Regions from separate parts of the Capsicum annuum genome. Here region 2 is linked to region 1. Evidence: chromatin contacts called from public Hi-C data. All regions are on one chromosome and are shown on one strand. The core of a region is the stretch at or near the end of the contact, and the rest is flanking DNA. Distances in the headings are between cores, read along the strand shown. Region 1 overlaps LOC107873294 (U-box domain-containing protein 52). Region 2 holds the start of LOC107873293 (putative clathrin assembly protein At2g25430).

Region 1 (3,788 bases), core at 363-2,862:
ACACCTGCAGCCATTAAAGTTCTGAGATCTGATGCTGCACAAGGGATGCAACAGTTCAAGCAAGAGGTATGTTGACATTGATTTGAAGATGCATATTATGAATTTCACATATAAAACATCCTTTTTGTTGGGGTGAACAGGTTTCTTAATTATTGATTTCTGAGCATTAGGTCAATCATTATAATTTATGAAGTTACTTATCTTGGATACGCTGGAGGGAAGCTTGACAAATGCCAGATTTAGACTGACAAATTTATGTGTCTTGAAGCATTCTGATGCATAACATGATCGATTTTCTGTATATTTTAGCCTCCCCAGACCCCACTCTGTGGGAATTCACTGGGTCTGTTGTTGTTGCTTAATCTAAAATATTTTGTTGTGTGTATATGCTTCTATTATAATTTTTAGAAAGTACTTGTGGAAATCTATTTGTAGTGTTAGTTAGAGGTATGAACCAAAGGCCTTTTTCTTTTTGAAAAGATAAGACTACTGATTAATGTGCAACTCGGCCATATTAGATTAATGTCCCATTTCTACAAATACTTGCTATACTTGTGGATAGAAGCTCTTAGGATTCCCTTCTTATAGAATAGGCTTTGTCATTTACAGGTTCAGGTCCTTGGCCTCATGAGGCACCCAAATATGGTTCTACTCTTAGGTGCATGTCCCGAGTATGGATGTTTAGTTTATGAGTTCATGAATAATGGTAGCCTTGAAGATCGCCTGTTCCGGAAAGGTAACACCCCTCCCATCCCATGGGAGATACGTTTCAAAATTGCTGCTGAAATCGCTACAGGGCTGCTATTCCTTCACCAAGCAAAGCCAGAACCTCTTGTCCATCGTGACCTTAAGCCAGGAAACATTCTTTTAGACAGCAATTATGCCTGCAAAATTAGTGATGTAGGCTTGGCTAGGTTAGTTCCACCATCTGTAGCTGATTGTGTTACACAATATCACATGACTTCAGCTGCAGGAACTTTTTGTTACATTGATCCCGAATATCAACAGACAGGAAAGTTAGGGACTAAATCGGATATATATTCACTTGGTGTAATGTTGCTCCAAATTATTACTGCAAGGCCCCCCATGGGTTTAACTCATCACGTGGAGAGGGCCATCGAGAACGGAACATTTGCAGATATACTAGATCCAACAGTGCCAAACTGGCCGATGGAAGAGGCTCTTAATTATGCAAAATTATCGCTCAAGTGTGCTGAGCTGCGGAAGAAAGATCGACCTGATCTTGGTTCGGTGATACTGCCCGAGCTTAATAGGCTTAAAGAACTTGGAATGAGCTGCATGTCAAGGACAGGTAGCAGTCCTAACTCTGTTTGATTTTGTTGAAAGATTTTGAAGATCGAACATCGTCAATCAGTTAGGTGGACTGGTGCCTCATCGTAGACAACAGTGGATCAAGTGCAATTATACTTTTCTTCTCCTTTTCTAGTAAATCTTGCTGCAGTAAAACGAAAACAATTTATTATATACAGAATGGTTGATAAACTTGTTGAAACATATAGACCCTTGAAATGCTATGACATCTAATGAATTCACGGTGGCCAGTGGCCAGTGGGGCTAAAATGTAGGTGCTAAAAAGTGTTGCCTGTTCTTGGAGTGTCGGGAATAGATAAATGTTGTTACCAATCTTGTGGAACATTGCCCATCCTTTTTCCTCACCATAGTTTTGTTCATGTATTCTGTTCCATTTGAATGATCTCTCTTGGATAATACTTTATATGAGAAAAGGTTATAGCACTAATGCGTCAGATAGTCCAATTTTATTCCCTATGAAGTCGGTTTGTACGTTGGATAATTTCGAAGTTTGAATTTGACCATTTGAAATATGAGTTCTACTTTCATATTATTAGAAACAATTTGCCTCTTTTGTACTAACTAGTATTAGTACTCGTGCAATGCGCAAATAATATTTAACAAAAATAAATTTGCACATTTATCAAATAAATAAATGGGCATAAAATTTTTCTTTCTTTCAATCAATCAAGACTATTGAAGTGTGGTTCCATTGGGGTTGATTTGTTGGGGATTATCCATCTTTTAACATCATCAATTGTTTGAGAGTGAATATTGCTGGTGATTCAAAGGGTTGTGCTCAACTTTCTAGGTCTTCTTCCACTATTTTTATTCAACTAACTTTACATTTCATGGATTATTATTTTAAACTGGTCTTTTTTTTTTTACCAAATAGGAATCCACAATGAAAATGAGGACACTCGGATATGTTTAAAATATAAAAATCATAAGTGAGAGCATATTTGGATTGACTTGTTAGTTACCTGAACTACCTCCAATGGGTTCGATTCCTCAGATTGTAATTCCCTTTCTCATTTCCCTTCTCCTATCCCCAATTTTTTTTTTTTTAAAACTTACTTTAAGTGTTTTTAAGTCAACTAGTTTAGGTGTACGCACCTTGCGCGTGTACCTCACTTTAATGAGTTCAAATATTACATTAAATAGGATATTTATTTAAATAATAAAGATGAATATAATAATTAAATTTAATATATTTTGAGTAGGTAAAGATGGAGAATTTATTTATTAAGCCTAATCTTTACTAAAAATATTTTTAAAAGTCGATCGACATTTCTCTATCATCCGTAAATTGCGACAAAATAATAAAATGATAGAGATATTAAAATAATACAACTAAATGTAATTTTTACACACAAATTTTTTCTCAAAGCCGCCTGACACTCATTTACCACCTGTAAACAATAACAAAATAATACGATAATAGAGATATCAAAATAATACAACTAAACCTAACCTTTACATAAAAAAATTCCTCAAAGCCGACCAACATTTATCTATCACTTGTAAAAAGTGATATCAAAACAATACAATTAAACTTAAATTTTACACATACACAAAAATTTCTCAAAGCCGATCGAGATCTAGTTACGAACTGTAAACTACCACAAAATAACAAACTAATAGAGATATTATGATAATACAATTAAACCTAACTTTTACCTAAAAACAATTTCAAAGCCAACTCACATTCATCTATCATCTGTTCAAAATAATACAATTAAACCTAACCTTTACACAAGAAATTCTTCAAAGTCAATCGATATTCATCTACGATATGTAAACTATAAGAAAATATATAATAGTGATCACAAAGCTTCGATTTTGATCCAACTAATTTTTGTCTGAATGAAGATTTTGACCCTAAAAAATAATTTTGAATGAAAACAAAGAAGATATATATATATATATATATATATATATATATTTATTTATATATACACACACATGTTGAATTCTATTATGCTGAAAAAAACAGTGAAGAAGTTGAGGGTTAGAAAATCAAACATCCACCAATCTAGACTTGCAATCGAATCAAGTTAGATGATCATTAATCATATTCTCCCAACAGGCAAGCTGGTTTGTTCTCTAGTTTAACGTACATCTCAATATTTATAGAAGTATTTTCTTACTAGAGTCCTATTTTAGGAGTATTTTTCTAATTGAACAGTAGAAAGAAAAATATTAATTAATTCTCCTACCATATATTTTAGCAGTCTCATATATTTTAGGAAGTCTAGAAAGGAAAATATTAATTAATTCTCCTACCATATATTTTAGGAGTTTCATATCTTTTAGGAAGTCTATTTAATATAATTAAAAATAATTAAATAATAAATTAAAAAATAGTGAAAAGATAGTTTTGTCCAAAGAGGAGTCTTTTAATGAAAAGTAAAAATTTCAAATCACTTTTCTAAAGGTCTTCACACTTTTAATATATTATAGATATAGATATAGAT
Region 2 (4,018 bases), core at 1,232-3,731, 110 kb before region 1:
GTGCAGGGAGTGCCAAAACTGGTGTAGCACTCTTCCCTATTCCAGGCAATGCCACACTGCTGGCACTGCCACCACTCGATTGTGCAGTGGCTACATGTTGCCTAACAACACCCTGATCATACATGCCATTCAACAATAGTGGATCAAGACCACCACCCAATGCTGCCTTCTGCTTAGACAAATTACTTGCCGTCTCTACCAAAGCCAGTTCCCAATCAGCCTTACCACTCTCAGCAGCTGGATTTTGCCAGGCAGACGTAACCTCAGGTTCCCCATTGAATGGGAATGCTTCCCACGACCCATTTTCATTGCTTGTTCCTGGCCCTGCAAACAATGCCAAGGCAAATTTATTCCCCTGATCATCGGCAGTAACACCCTCCTCCCTCAAATCAACCAGATCTCCGGTCTCCTGAACAACAAGCTTAGGAGGCTCTGGTATAGGAGGAGGTGGAGGAGTATAATCCTCTGGTGGCGTCAATCCTTTAATTTCATTCATATCTGGTGTTGGCTCCTCTTCCGGTGGTGCTGGCAGGCTCTCTACTTTCCTTTCAGGACTCTTCATTGCCTTGGCTCTATCTCTCACGAACTCCTCCAATGTATCTAATAGCTTGCTTGTAATCCTCGACACTTCTGGGTACTCTGATGACCTTGCCACGCCAATATCCTTGCACCAGTTATAGAATCCCACCAACTCATCTATCTGCTTTGCTGCACTAGCATAGGCATCAAAGGCCTTGACACAGTCCTCATACTCCATATCAAAAAATTTATCCAACAGAACGGCCAAAACATCACATATATCTGTATAAATTTTATAACTTTCTTTCACCACGGGGTACAAAGCAACCAAGACCATCCGTTCATTCTTAGCCAAACCAGTTGGCCGACAAGACAAAAGCCGATCTAGCAGTCTCTGCAAATGAGTCATTTTCCCAAAGATCCTTTCAGGCTTCATCTCTCTCAAAGGAGTCACATCTTTCTTCTCCTGTATTGACTCTCTCACATCCCCTGACGATCTCGACCTCCTCATTCCATAACCAGGCTCGTCTCTGAACTCCCCATGATCATAAATATACCCCCGGTTAGAACTCTGGGGCGATCTCCATTGTTCATCCTTAGATCCATACCTTTCAATCTCTCCACCAGTTCTACCATTTTGCTTCCTCTCAAAAACCATCAATTCTAACCTCTGATCCAAATATAAAGCATAAGTCCTCACAAAAGCCGAATGATCCCATGAGTTCGAGTGAGCCTCATCTCTGAAATCTGACAAATTGAGCAGCCTTGTTCCCCTCCTCGTAGCATACATTATTTCTTGCTGAAATACAGCATCGCCATCATTGAGAAGTCGGTGAATTAGCATCAAACACTTGAGGGCAACAATCCAATCTCGGGTTTTGCCCAACCTTTTGGATATTGCAGACATACAGACACTCACATAACCCCGTGAATATGAAGTCAATTGAAGAATCTCTCTTATGTACTTCTCTCCAGCTGGTTCATCATCGTGGCTAGTAGCCTTAACAATAGCAACTTCCAACTCCGGTGCCATGTTGCTCGCCACTTTCGCGATCCCTATGCTTGTTTGATCCTTCACCGCCCCTATCGCCTTTCGGATCGTGGTGGGCGCCATGGGAAGCCAAAACTAGATCTTTACTTCTTTGTTTTCTGCAGATCACGGATTGGAATGTCATAATTTCAAGATTTGAGGTGTTAATACCATAATTGTATACCGTAGAAAGAAATTAAATACTTTGACACATCTTGAATCAAAGAGAATATTAGTTCAATCAGTTTGAACTATACCCATAAAAGGATAATCAAGTAGTAAAAAAATCGCCAAACAAATTAGGAAAGAAAAAAAATCAAACAGGTATTTAAGTCCAAACATACCAGATCGGAGGCTGTGACGTACAGATCTGTAAGGAAAGAAGACAACAGATAATTGAACAAAGAGAGATCTGAACTTAGCTAAAGCAATACATACAAATAATGCCAGAATTTATCAATTGTATTCTTTCTATATATTTGCTGCAAGATTTGAGGGAAAGGTGAAATGAAGAATTGAAGTTGAGATCTAAAATAAGTGAGGGGAGAATCAGCGGGGTTTGGATCTGGAAAATGTCGGAAGAAGCATCCGAATGTATAGGTATTCAGACAAGTCGCACAGAGCGTGCGTGTGAGTGCGTGTTTTAGGTCAGTATGTTATGAGTTGGTGTTTGTCCGGCACCGAAAAGAAAGATACTCCCCCTCTCAGATTATTCGTTTTAAATTGAGATAACACATTAAATAAAATAAATAATTAATAATATAATTAATTTATTATAGTGCTTCTATTAAATAATATTTATAAAAAATAATTAATTTAAAGGATAAAATATAAAAAAAAATTATTTCTTCTTAATTAATAAAAATAAACTAGTAAGATAAAAAATCAAATTAAGAAATTTGAGATGGATGAAGTAAAATATAACCATGCCCAGCCTCATTAGAATCTTATCTCTATATATAATAAAGTAAAGAAATTTGCATAAAATTATGCCAAGTGAAATATTGAGAACTAGCTACTTGGTATTTTAGCAACAAAAAATTATTTTCTTGGAAATAAAATTTATTTTACTGGTTAATTATTTATTTTATATATAGATTTTTAAATTTTCATATCTATATATATAATAAAGCAAAGAAGTTTGTATAAAATTATGCTAAGTCTATATATATAGCAAAACAAAGAAGTTTGCATAAAATTATGCCAAATGGCATATTAAGAACTTGTCACTTGGTATTTTAGCAAAAAAAAAATTATTTACTGATTAATTATTTATTTTATATATAGATTTTTAAATTTTCATATCTATATATATAATAAAGCAAAGAAGTTTGCATAAAATTATGTCAAGTGGCATATTGAGAACTAGCCACTTGGTATTTTGACAACAAAAATCTATTTTTTTGGCAACAAAATTTATTTTACTGATTATTTATTTATTTTATATATAGATTTTTAAATTTTCATATCTATATATATAATAAAGCAAAGAAGTTTACATAAAATTATGTTAAGTGGCATATTGAGAACTAACCACTCGGTATTTTGGTAACAAAAAACTATTTTCTTGGCAAAAAAATTTATTTTATTGATTAATTATTTATTTTATATATAGCTTTTTAAATTTTTTTATCTCTATATATAATAAAGCAAAGAAGTTTGCATAAAATTATGCCAAATGGCATATTGAGAACTAGCCACTTGGTATTTTGACAACAAAAATCTATTTTTTTGGCAATAAAATTTATTTTACTGATTAATTATTTATTTTATATATAAATTTTAAAATTTTCATATTTATTTTCATATTGTGGTAAAATATATTGAATGAACAATATTATTTGTTTTTATTCTATTATTTCATATTTTTATATTGTGATAAAAATAATTATAAATGACTCCTATGAATGAACACTATTATAATTATTTATATATTTCAGCTTTATATATCTAATAAAGCAAAATGTTTGATGAGTACTTTTGTTTATTTTTATTCTATTATTTTATATTGTGGTAAAAAATAATTAGAATTGACTCCTATTAATGAAAAACTATTATAATTATTTATATATTTCACATTGTGGTAAAAAATAATTAAGTTTAACTTCTATTTAATTAGTATATAGATTATTTCATAGATATGTAAAAATTACAAAAAAATCGACACAAAAATTCCGTCAATTACTCCTAATTCCACTATCATTAGGAGTAATTTCACAATTTGTATTCTAAATATATATTCCAATCAAGCTATAGGAGTAATTTCACAATCTGTATTCCAATTTTTAAATATATATTTCAATCAATCAAGTGATTTAAGAAGATCATCCATCAATTACTCCTAATTTCACTATTATTAGGAGTAATTCTACAATTTGTATTCCAAAGATATATTCCAATCAAGCTATAGTAGTAATTCCACAATCTGTATTCCAATTTTCAAATATATATTGCAATCAAACGATACTC

What was found. Hi-C and Micro-C count contacts between places; a contact is called where the count stands out from the background.
Region 2: a contact with region 1 is called in a Hi-C map of leaf, with 2.4 times the contacts expected there. The contact joins the promoter of LOC107873293 here to the enhancer-like site in region 1. A contact is called at or near these places in 2 of 5 Hi-C or Micro-C datasets (leaf and placenta).

The regions. Positions count from the first base shown.
Region 1 is chr6:126,544,090-126,547,877 of UCD10Xv1.1, reverse strand. It overlaps LOC107873294 (U-box domain-containing protein 52), which reads left to right. Exons shown (of 8, transcript XM_016720081.2): 7 at 1-66; 8 at 610-1,755. The coding sequence ends at 1,335. Among protein-coding and RNA genes, the nearest start is that of LOC107873294, 7.3 kb to the left of the region's middle. Within about 2 kb of position 1,612, at least 3 of the 5 cell types and tissues checked have an H3K27ac peak or open chromatin away from gene starts, as enhancers often do. A contact at or near this core is called in leaf, where this site is marked.
Region 2 is chr6:126,654,967-126,658,984 of UCD10Xv1.1, reverse strand. LOC107873293 (putative clathrin assembly protein At2g25430) reads right to left here and starts at 2,481. Exons shown (of 2, transcript XM_016720080.2): 1 at 1,894-2,481; 2 at 1-1,668. The coding sequence starts at 1,633.